Regions from separate parts of the Ovis aries genome. Here region 2 is linked to region 1. Evidence: chromatin contacts called from public Hi-C data. All regions are on one chromosome and are shown on one strand. Each heading gives the region's core, a stretch centred on a gene start, on an enhancer-like site or on the middle of the called end of the contact. The rest is flanking DNA. Distances are from core to core; before and after follow the strand shown.

The links. A called contact is a pair of places that touch in the nucleus more often than the background predicts.
Region 2: a Hi-C map of hypothalamus shows a contact between it and region 1, with 4 times the contacts expected there. The contact joins two enhancer-like sites. A contact is called at or near these places in 8 of 16 Hi-C or Micro-C datasets (blood, hypothalamus, liver and 3 more).

The regions. Positions count from the first base shown.
Region 1 is chr3:144,569,247-144,574,339 of ARS-UI_Ramb_v3.0, forward strand. It overlaps PPHLN1 (periphilin 1), which reads right to left. Exons shown (of 9, transcript XM_060412750.1): 5 at 1,279-1,490. Among named protein-coding and RNA genes, the nearest start is that of PPHLN1, 71 kb to the right of the region's middle. Within about 2 kb of position 3,580, at least 10 of the 54 cell types and tissues checked have an H3K27ac peak or open chromatin away from gene starts, as enhancers often do. A contact at or near this core is called in hypothalamus, where this site is marked.
Region 2 is chr3:144,840,517-144,846,036 of ARS-UI_Ramb_v3.0, forward strand. All of the region lies in intron 1 of GXYLT1 (glucoside xylosyltransferase 1), which reads left to right. Among named protein-coding and RNA genes, the nearest start is that of GXYLT1, 11 kb to the left of the region's middle. Within about 2 kb of position 2,500, at least 11 of the 54 cell types and tissues checked have an H3K27ac peak or open chromatin away from gene starts, as enhancers often do. A contact at or near this core is called in hypothalamus, where this site is marked.

The DNA.
Region 1 (5,093 bases), core at 2,330-4,829:
AACTTTCAATTACCTGGAACTAGTCCAAGAATATTTTAAGCAATCAGGCATGTGTTGAGTCACTATAGTTGTTTTAAAACCTTCAAATGGGATTCTTACCTTCCGCAAGGCCATTCATACACATATATCCAAAATATGTTTTTTGGAAGCCCCACTCTACCTAGCTCTGGAAATAGCAGACAAGTGATAAACGTTTGTTAAATACAGGAATCCAGCAACAGCTACAATGGAGATAATCTAATGATCTTAAGCAGATTGTTAAACTAAAAATCTTATTATTTGAAAAAAAAAGTTAAAAGGAAGGAAAAGAAAGAATAAATTTCTGATTTCTGTATGTTGGCTTATAATTCCTTCTACCTAGAAGATACTTCTCTAGTTGTACAAGTCTGAAATAAAAGATGAGTCCAAATGTCATTTCCTCCATGGCACGTTCTTCCATCCCCAGAGGGAGAATCTCTTACTTAGACCTGCTTATGTCATGTTAACTCATTTGCAAAGTATCAAGTCTTACATCAAAGTTATACTTCACATGTCACATTTATATACTGATAAACTTGCTATTAGTTGTGGGAAAATACATATACATTCTAACTCCTTGGTGACAGGGACACTGTTCTAACATAACACTCTGGATATAGAAGGCATGAGGAACTGTTTTGTGAATGAGCACAACTGCAGGTGGTCAAGTCCAGAATGATAAAACAGGAACATTTTACCTAAGAAAGTTGCTTCATTTATTCATTCCAACCAGTACTGAGCAACTGGGCCAGGGTGGCATGCACTGAACACCATGCAGTCTGGGTACTTCAAGTTAAAAAAAAAAAAACTGGGACGTTGGCAAAGAATGAATTGAAGGTAGGTTTTAGCTCTAAATTCTGTAAAGCTATACCTTATATTCAGGGGAACCACTAATATTTTTCATGAAAAATATAAATGATTTCCCCTAGTGACAGAGGTTAAAGGAGGCTGGATCAACCCAGGAACTAGCAGAACATATAGGAGTGTGTGACTCACCAACATGATTACAAACACATCTCCTCTACACCGATGCTTCACTGAAGAAGTGAAAGATCATGCGGACTGCAACGTGAAATGGTTCCAAGACGCGTTATGACGTTCATTATACTAGTCTACTTTTCTGTAAGTTTGAAAACTTTCAAATAAAGAGTTAAAAATAATATATATATCTAATAACACATACAATGCTATCTGACTTGGTATACTCTGACTGCTGGAAGCTACAAAAAAACAAAAAGGAGAACTCTTAAAAATACATACTTCTATGTTGAGGCTGATGGAAAGAATAAGTTTTGCTTCTTTCTGGAGAGTAACTTCTACTGCTGACACTGGAGCCAGATCTGCTGTGTGGAGAATCCTTTCGGCCTACAGGTGATTCTCTGAAAACAGGAGTGTCTCTTTTATGAGGTGACCGGTCTCTCACATAATGGGAGGAGTAGAAATTTTTTCTTCTAAAGCTGTCTCTCATGTCCCTTTGAAGTAAAAATAAATAAGTTAATTGTATTTTGTATTCTCTATACATAAGAACAAATAGCAAAAGATCTGGTCATACACTTTATGTTGTAATTTTTGTTCCCTTTTTCTACAATCACCTACCTTCTGAAATCAGTCAATAAAATGAAGCTTTATCAGTAACATATTTAGAATGCAGCATTTTTTTAGTTTGGTTAACCATGTGGTTATGTGCAAAAGTTACTTATTTTAAGCAAGCACAAAAATTTATACATGTGAAAAACATGGTCATATAGTTTCTACTTCTGTTTGCTACTAACAACACACCACACAGCTACTACTCCATCAAAGACTGCTAGAAAATGCCAAAGATTTCCCCAGTGAGACAGTTCTTGGCCTATTATCCTCATCTAAGCATAGCACTCAACACTTCAACTGATGCAATTCCCCACTACCCTGCCCCACGGTAATCTGGCAGCGTTTACAGACACTTTTGTTGTTACAATTGGAGAGGAGGGAACGCAACTGGTACCAAGATGCTACCAAAATGCTACGATGCCCAGAACAGCTCCCACACATACAGAATAAAAAATTATGCAATCCAAAGTGTTAACAATGCCAAGGTTGAGAAACCATGGTAGATACTTATTAAATCCTTGCTCTCTGAATTTATAACAGAGTGTTGCCTGTCTCTAAATAGCAACTTTTTGTATCACCTTTACTTATACAAGTTAAATTGCCTTATTAAGCAATATCATCAACTCAAAGCAGAAAGCAAGGCCAAGTAATAAAGATTTATAAAGCAAAACTATCATTAAAACATCAAAGCAAATGAAAATTGATAAAACTACTGAGACAGAAGTTTCTATTTAAAAAAACACTCGGAGTCAAACAGGTTTTAACTGAAGATTTAGCAAACATACCTCCATACTGAAATTAAAGAACATTACACTCTAGACAGAAGAATGATAAAAAGATGAGCCAATTGCCATGAAATTTCAAATGCTCAGAAAATAATTTCCGCATATTGACTGGTAGTCCTTAATCTGTAACCAGATTGTTGTCATTAACTATTAATACCCAAACTATATTGTCTTTACAGATATAATGAAGCTCCTCTGTGCAAAAGTAGAAAATAGTTAAAACTCGTTACAATAAATGAACTCAGACAAAATATTAATACTGAAATAAGCCACTAAAACTATAGGAGTCATTGCAAAATCACTGAGAGCTGAAGTAAGTAGCTATATATGTATTATACAGATTTTAGGAACTACCAGGGGCTGAGGACCCAAAGGTGAACCACATACATGTAGCCCCTGCCATGATGGAACTCTCAGGCTAGTGGGAGAGGCTGATACTAAATGTACAGACGAAATGTGCAGCCAATAGTGTGTGCTGGGAGACCAATTAGGAGCATTCTTAGTCCAGGCAAGAGGCAGTGGTGATTTAGATACGGTGGAAGCAGGGGAAGCATCACAAACTCAACATGCACAAGAGAGCAATTTTGTAGACTCAGTGGGACAAGGTAAATGTTTGACTTTTGTGTGTGAGAGACGGTGGATGCCAAGATGATATCATATTCTGGCACAGTGGATTACTGAAATGAGAAAGCAGACCTGAGAAATAGGTACAGAGTAGGAGAGCCACATTTAGATTCAATCATGCCATATTTCAGATGCTCGTGTTAACAGGCTGGTAAACAACTACAGATACTGGTGACAAGACCAGAAGAGGTTTCTGGTTATAATTATAAATTTGTCTGTAAATAGGCAGCATTTAAAGCCTCTGGTATAGATGAAATCAAAGGATAAAAAGCAGAAGGCCTAGAATCCAAGGCTAGAAAACTACCACACTGAGAAGGATGGGCTGTCTGAGAAGAATGGGAGAGTGAGAGGCCACAAGAACATGAGGGACAGGAGAGCAAGTGAGCAGGGAAGGAAAGGGAAGAGTGCTCCAAGCAGGAGGATAAAGGTTTCCCACAGTGAAAGTCAATGAGCTCCTCCTGACAACTCACTCAGGAAATGGAGAACAACAAGGCCACATTCAGAGGAAAGGCAGCCTGTTTTCTCTGGAGGGAAAGGGAAGATGAAACGCTGACTTACAGTTTCCTAATCCTGACACCAGATGGCAGTAAAATCACAACAGCACAATTCAGAGCCATCAGTGGCTTGGGGTGGCTAAAGACACACATGGGGGAAGTACATGTCAGATTTTAAAATCTCAGAGCAGAATAACATCTCTCCCCTCCTTCACACCAACCTCTCCTACCGACCATCAGATTAAACAAAAACATCACAGTAGGCATCACCTACCATAAGTATATGGTACTACTTTACCCAAATCATTTATTCACATGCATATTTATACATATTTTCTCATATCTATATATCTATGTCCTAATATATAAAAGGCACTATGGAAAATTATTCTAGCTCTAAAGAAGCTCAGTATCTAACTATGGGGATGGGGAGAAAATGTTTCAGAATGTTGTACTATCATTCAGAAGAGAAGTATATATTAATAGATGAAAAACTGACCAAGAAGTCTTTAGGAAAAGTTAAAATATAGATCAACAATGTCTAAGAGAAACATAATAGGCCACAAATGATGTAATAAGAGTTCAAAAGTAAAGAGAAACAGGTGATTTTAGCAATATTTTACTTAACCCAATATACTCAAAATATTATCAACATGTAATCAATATTCTAAAATTTAGTGAGATAATATTCTTTTTCATCTTACATCTTGAAAATCAAGTGTGTATTTTATATTTACACAATATCTCAGTCTGAACTGGCCACATTTCAAGTGCTCAACAGGCACATTTAGCTAGTGGCTCCCATACTAAACAGCACAAATTTAGATGTCTGGGAAAAGCAATCCAAGTTTCAAGAAAAAGCAGAGAAGGATTAAAGGATATGCAAATAAGAACAGTGAAAAGTTTAAAAGGTTATAACTGAAAACCAAAGGAAGAAACTTTCAAAAAGAGAAAAGATAGTTAATATCAAATACTGCAGAAATTTAAAACCTACGAGTTTAAAACCTACGAGTCACATAACCAGTGAGTGGGCTGACCAGTGAAACTCTGGAAACCAAATCAGACTATAAGAAACTATATCTACTAAAGGGATTAAACTATCACTTTTCTTCCCAAAAAAAGTTTGGCAGAAGGAAGAAGGAAGAGAAATTGGGACAATGCTCTGAGAAAAGGGGCTCATCTGGATATATTTGGAAAGTGAAAGTCGCTCAGTCGTGTCCGACTCTTTGCGACTCTGTGGACTATACAGTCCATGGAATTCTCCAGGCCAGAAATACTGGAGCGGGTAGCCTTTCCCTTCTCCAGGGGATCTTCCCAACCCAGGGATCGAACCCAAGTCTCCCGCATTGCAGGTGTATTCTTTTCCAGCTGAGTCACAGGGGAAGCCAGAGAATACTAGAGAGGGTAGCCTATACCTTCTCCAGCGGATCTTCCCGACCCAGGAATCGAACTGGGGTCTCCTGCATTGCAGGCGGACTCTTTACCAACTGAGCTCTGAGGGAATCCTGGATATATTTGGAAGCTGAAGGGAAAATGCTAATTTCTTATAGAAGGAGAAACGGATAATCCAAGACCATTTTAG
Region 2 (5,520 bases), core at 1,250-3,749, 270 kb after region 1:
AAAAAACTTTCCCAGTTTGTAGTATTTTCTGCCTAAAAGTTTCACAGTTCTGTTTAAAATAGTGGTACCCTAAGGGAGAAATCAATTTCCAGAAATCCTCATTACCGTAGCAGGTTGGATTTGCAGTTTTGTTGCTGTAAAATAGAACAGTAAGTTTTTATGTTATTGAGTAAATTCCTTGTTAGTTTTAAGCCTGAATACTCACATAGGTTTCTGTCTCACTCTGTTAGGTGTAAAGAGTTCTCTCTGTGTTACTGGAATCCCTATTGGATGCTGCCCTCTGATGTTTGTGGAATGAACTGCTTTTGGGAAGCGGCCTTTAGGTAGGCACTTAATATTTAATTGGTAGATCAGTGTAGGTAAGATCAGATAGTAGATAATACATTTTTAACTGTAACAGATCAGAAAAAGGTTTCTTTTCTTGTAATCTAATATTATCATAAAAGTAAATAATTCATTTTCTGATTAGGTTTTCTTTTTTCTCCCACTTTGAAGTAGTTATGACCAATTTTTAAATCCATACTTTGCGTGAAATGCTCTAAAATTTTTTAGGTGTTATTAAGATAACCCATTGTTCATAGAACAATTTATGGTCTAATTTTAGATAATAGGTGATAAAATGATAAACAGATATTGAATATAGACTTCCACTGACATTTACAGGCATATGCCATTTATCTAATTTAAAGCTGGTATACTAAAAAAAATTTGTAGGTAGATGGAGACAACTGGGGAAGGGTTAAGTGGTCATTAGCAGAGGGATTGAATATTTGGGAATGGGAGGAAAAAGACAAATGTACAATGAAGAACCAAATGATGTGACAATGTTTATTGACCCTTTTTAAAAAAGCTTTTGAAGAGTGTGGCTTTGTTCACTTATCAGGATAATGAAGGCACAGGGTTGGCTGACTCTCTGGTACCTCCTGCTTCTCACCGTCAATGAGGGAAACAAGTGTTGGTAGAAATGGAATATCAGACTCTGAGATAGAGGCAGGAGGAGAGTGAGCGAATAGCCTGAAATGCCCTCCCCAAGAGTAACATTGCTTTGTGATTCATTTGAATTTTAATTCTACTCATTCCATTTGCCAGGCACAGTACTAGATGGTAAGAATCAGACTGAGTCTGGTTAACATGGCCCTGTCCTTCTGGAGCTTACATTCTGATGGAAGCTTCAGATCTGAGATTATAGTAGAGGGTGACAAGTTATAGCCAAGATGACGGGAGAGGCAGGTGGTCATCAGATGGGATTATCTTAAGGCATTAAGGAAGGCTTTTTGGAGGGGTTGACTACATGATGAACAGGAAATTAGCCAGGCTTAAGGACAGGAGGTGATACATTCCAGGTGGGAAGAACTGCATTCTTAATCAATACTAGGAGTGTGTATTTTTAAATTCTTATAGTCCAGATATATTATGCAGCCCACAAACAACTGGGAAGATATCGTTGAAATCACGTATTTTAATCTGGTTGCTATGGAAAAGACTGGATGAATGAAATTCTAATATGGGTCAGTCAAGTCAGATTATGTAAACTTTTAAGAATTAACTTTTAAAGATAATCTTACCATTCAGCTTGTTCATAATTTTGGAGAGTAGGAGCTCCACATTTTTCCTTCTTTAAAGAGTTTGCTAATGAATAGAGTATTGACAAGCTCCACTTGTTATCTCTGGTCTTGTGACATAAATCTATTCACTCTGAAAGCTGGGTAAGCTTGAAAGCCCCTGTATTCTCTGATTTATACAACCCAGACCCTTTTGTAAGTTCTGGCATGAGTAATAATCTTCCTACTCCTTTACTGCAGGAGCAGCCTAGAGAAGCTGACCTAATCTGAATCCTGGAGCTCTGCTTAATATTCCTTTTGTTTGAGCCTCTCCAACTCATTATTTCCCCAACACTCCCATGTATTCCCTGGAAGGAATTCCATGTGGATGGATACATGATATTGCAAACCTTGTGCTTTTTACTGTCCTAAATTGGAGATTTTAAAAGTTATACATCCAAAGTGTAATTCTGAAACCATTTTAGGTGCAGGTGTGCATTTTACTATATGTGTACATATATGTATCTGTACATACTACTGTAACATACCGTTACATGTATCGTATCATGTAAAATCTCTTAAACTTAGCATATGATCAGGCCAGCCAAGATGGCTTGTTCTTTTGCTCTCTGTACATTCCCTCTCCACCACTGCCCACTTTACATTCACCCTACTCACATGACTGACCTTCCTGCGTACTTGCCCCTAAATGGACTAGTGAGTGTTCTAACATTTAAATCAGAACATCTCCTCTGTGATAGCTTATCAAAGGGATGGTAAGAGGCCTGCCCCTCTGCTGGTTTCCCTGGTAACCAGTGAGCCAACCTGAGGTCAGTTCTCGATAACTGGTGATCGTTCCTTCCCCAGAGGCAGACACTGCTGCCTGTCCTCTGCACACGGTGGGGTGTTGCTGCAGGGCCTTGCCTCCTATGTGTAAACTCCCCTTGTCCATTAAGCCACTGATGTCCCAGTCGCCTGACTCCAGCCTCCTCCTCCTGTCTTGGAACTGAGCGAGTACAGGCTTGCAGGCCTGCATGCTGCAGTCCAGCACGTGTAGTTTCTTGCTTTAAACTTGGGAATCCCATATTTATTTGGCCTGTTCAAACTGGCAGACAAGCCAAAGTGCTGTACAGCTGCTGTGTCATTCTCATGCTCCATTTCAGTATTTAATTAACACCGCATTTCGGCCTGACTCGAGAGCTTCTCCACCCACCTAGGAAAACATCTTGGAAATCCCCTCTGCCAACATTAGGACTCCCGTCTTGTCTGGCAGCAGTGGGCCCTAAGCTGGCACCGTTTTCTCCTCCTCAGACTTGTCTCAGAGTTCCCAGTTTGGATTCTTTATATATTTTGATCTTTTCTGGAGGGTTAATTCCTCCCAATTGATTTATTATACAGTGATCATAAAGTAACATCAGTTCAGTGGCTCAGTCCTGTCTGACTTTTTGCAACCCCATGGACTGCTAAAAGTAACATAAAAAACCCAAAATCTCTAGGACACCCACCACCAGTGTTTTGTCCATTTCGTGCATGTGCTTTTGGTGATTTGTATCTGCATCTGAGTGTTTGCTGGCTGACTGTGCCCCAGTGCTCACACCTCGTCTCCCTCCTCTGTCCTTGAAACAACAAGGACGAAGTCCCTACAGCACCTGCTTCCAGCCCTTTCTCTTCAAGCATCCTTCCTTTATTTTTTCTCTTCACCAGCAAGCATTTATAAGAGTATCTTCTGGCTTTACTTCCTTAAAAAACAAAACAAAAAGCAATCTTCTCACCCCAACTGTGAGCAGCAGCCGCTTCTGACCCGAGGTCACCTCTGATGTTGGAATTGTTCTGAGGCCTCGTCTGCCTCCTTGTTACCCCTTCCTCTGTCTTCCTTTCAGTGCTGTCTCCATCTCTGGCTCTTGAGACCAGTGTCCCAGGGTTTGTTTCTCTCTGCCTCTGGACTCCTTAGGACTCTGCTCTTTCCCCTCTCCCTGGATGGTCATGGGATCACCTGTTTATTTGGTCTCTTCATCAGAGCTCTTTGCTGGCTCCCGAGCTGTGTTTGCAGCTGCACTGGGGTGATTTTTGCCTGCTGACTCGTTGTGGCTCATCACGCCTCCCCTTGTCTGGGTTTTGTATCTTCATGCGCTGTGGACTTTGCATGTGTCAGTCCACAGTGACTATTCCTGCTCGTCTCCTTTCTTGCCCGCACTCTTGCCGGCCTGCTCCTTTCCCTGCCTGAACTCCCATGCCATCACTGCTCATCCAGCCACTGTGATCTCACTTCCTGCCCACCTCTTCTTCCTTCTCTGTATCCTCTCGCTTAGCCGTACCTGCTCCATCTCCTGTGGTTGTGAATTGTTACCCATTTCAAGAAGTGCTGGCTTTGTAGACGGACACCAAGGATTGCTCATTATGTAAGCCCCATTATTTAGCCAGGTGCTTGGCAACCAGTAAACGACTAGTAATAATTTCCCCCAGCATTTCCAGACTTCAGGTTAGATGTTTGTGCAGTAAGCCCTCTTAGCAACCTCAATTGTTTTCTAGTTAAAAAGTTACCATGCTTTCTGTTTAAATCTTTAAAAAAATCTGTTCTTCACAACAGGCTGTAAATTGTATGAGGTTCGGATCGTGGCTTTCTGGCTTATCCCATGTCTAGCATGTGAAAGGAGTTCAAATATTACAAAGAATGGATAATCCCTTGTGTTCTAAAAATTATACAGATTTAAGCCTACACCAGCATTGTGTGTCACCATAACTTTAGCATTCATTATTGGGAATCATAGTTTTGCCACCTGTTAGAGTAAAATGATATTTTATTATTGGTTTATATTCATTGATTGTTTCTTGAATATATTTCTGTATTTGTTTATCTTTTAAAAGTTTTGTTTGCATTGTCTGTATTGATATTTACCTGTTTGGTTTTTAATGCTTACTTTATGAACTCTAAGAATATATACTCTACTTTTGACATTGATTACAAATGTTTACCTAATCAGTTTAATTTTAAAATTTTAGCTATCTTTTCATTATATAATCTCTTAATTTAAATATTATTAAATGACTTGAGCTTTTAAAATATTTAATCTTTGTCTTTATGATGGGAATTGATTTTCAGTTCCTAGTGTCTGTGTATTTACTACCTCAACTGTTATCTTGAGTGGTTCCATACTAGTTTTAAGAGGTACATTTTTACAGACTATTTAAAATTGTATTTTAACAGTCAATACTTCATGTTGAATTTTTAGATTTTTTAATGCTTTACATAAAACCTTGCAGAGTTTTTTTGCAAAGAATTGTATTTTATCCCGAAAGTGATTCATGCGTGCTGCATGTTAGTTGCTTCAGTTGTGTCTGACTCTTTGCGACCCCGTGGACTGTAGCTGCCAGGCTCTACTATCCTGGGATTCTCTGGGCAAGAATACTGGAGTGGGTTGCCATGCCCTTTTCCAAAAGTGATTTTTATACAACCTTTAAAGTAGTTTTACCTAGTATGATAATTCACTACAACTCTTTTTCTCTATAGTAAGAAGAAAAATTTTTTTTAAAAGGTTACACAGGAAGGAAATTATCATTAGTGTTTCTGAGTATAGTTTTCCAGTTTTGTTCAACTGCAAATTTTAAAAATTATTTCATGGTAGTTATTTTTTTAGTTTGAGGAGAATGTTACCAGAAATGTAATTTACTTACCTTAAATTTATGTACTTCGTTATAATGCTAATTCCTAGTCTAAATCTTATTGTACATTGTTTTCTTTTATAGAGAAGACACTAATTTAATTATAGACTAGAAGAACACACTGGAAGCTTTCAGTGTGGCCTAATTTTTTAAAAAGAGAGGGAAAGTTGTTATTCCTTTATAACAGGAATGTTACTTAAAATAAGTGTGTTCTTCAAGGCTTGTGAGTATATTTATAGTATTTATATTAGAATTTTCATCTAAAACATTGTCAACTTTTTTTCCTAGATTCCTCCTCTCAACTTTCTACTTTGATAAG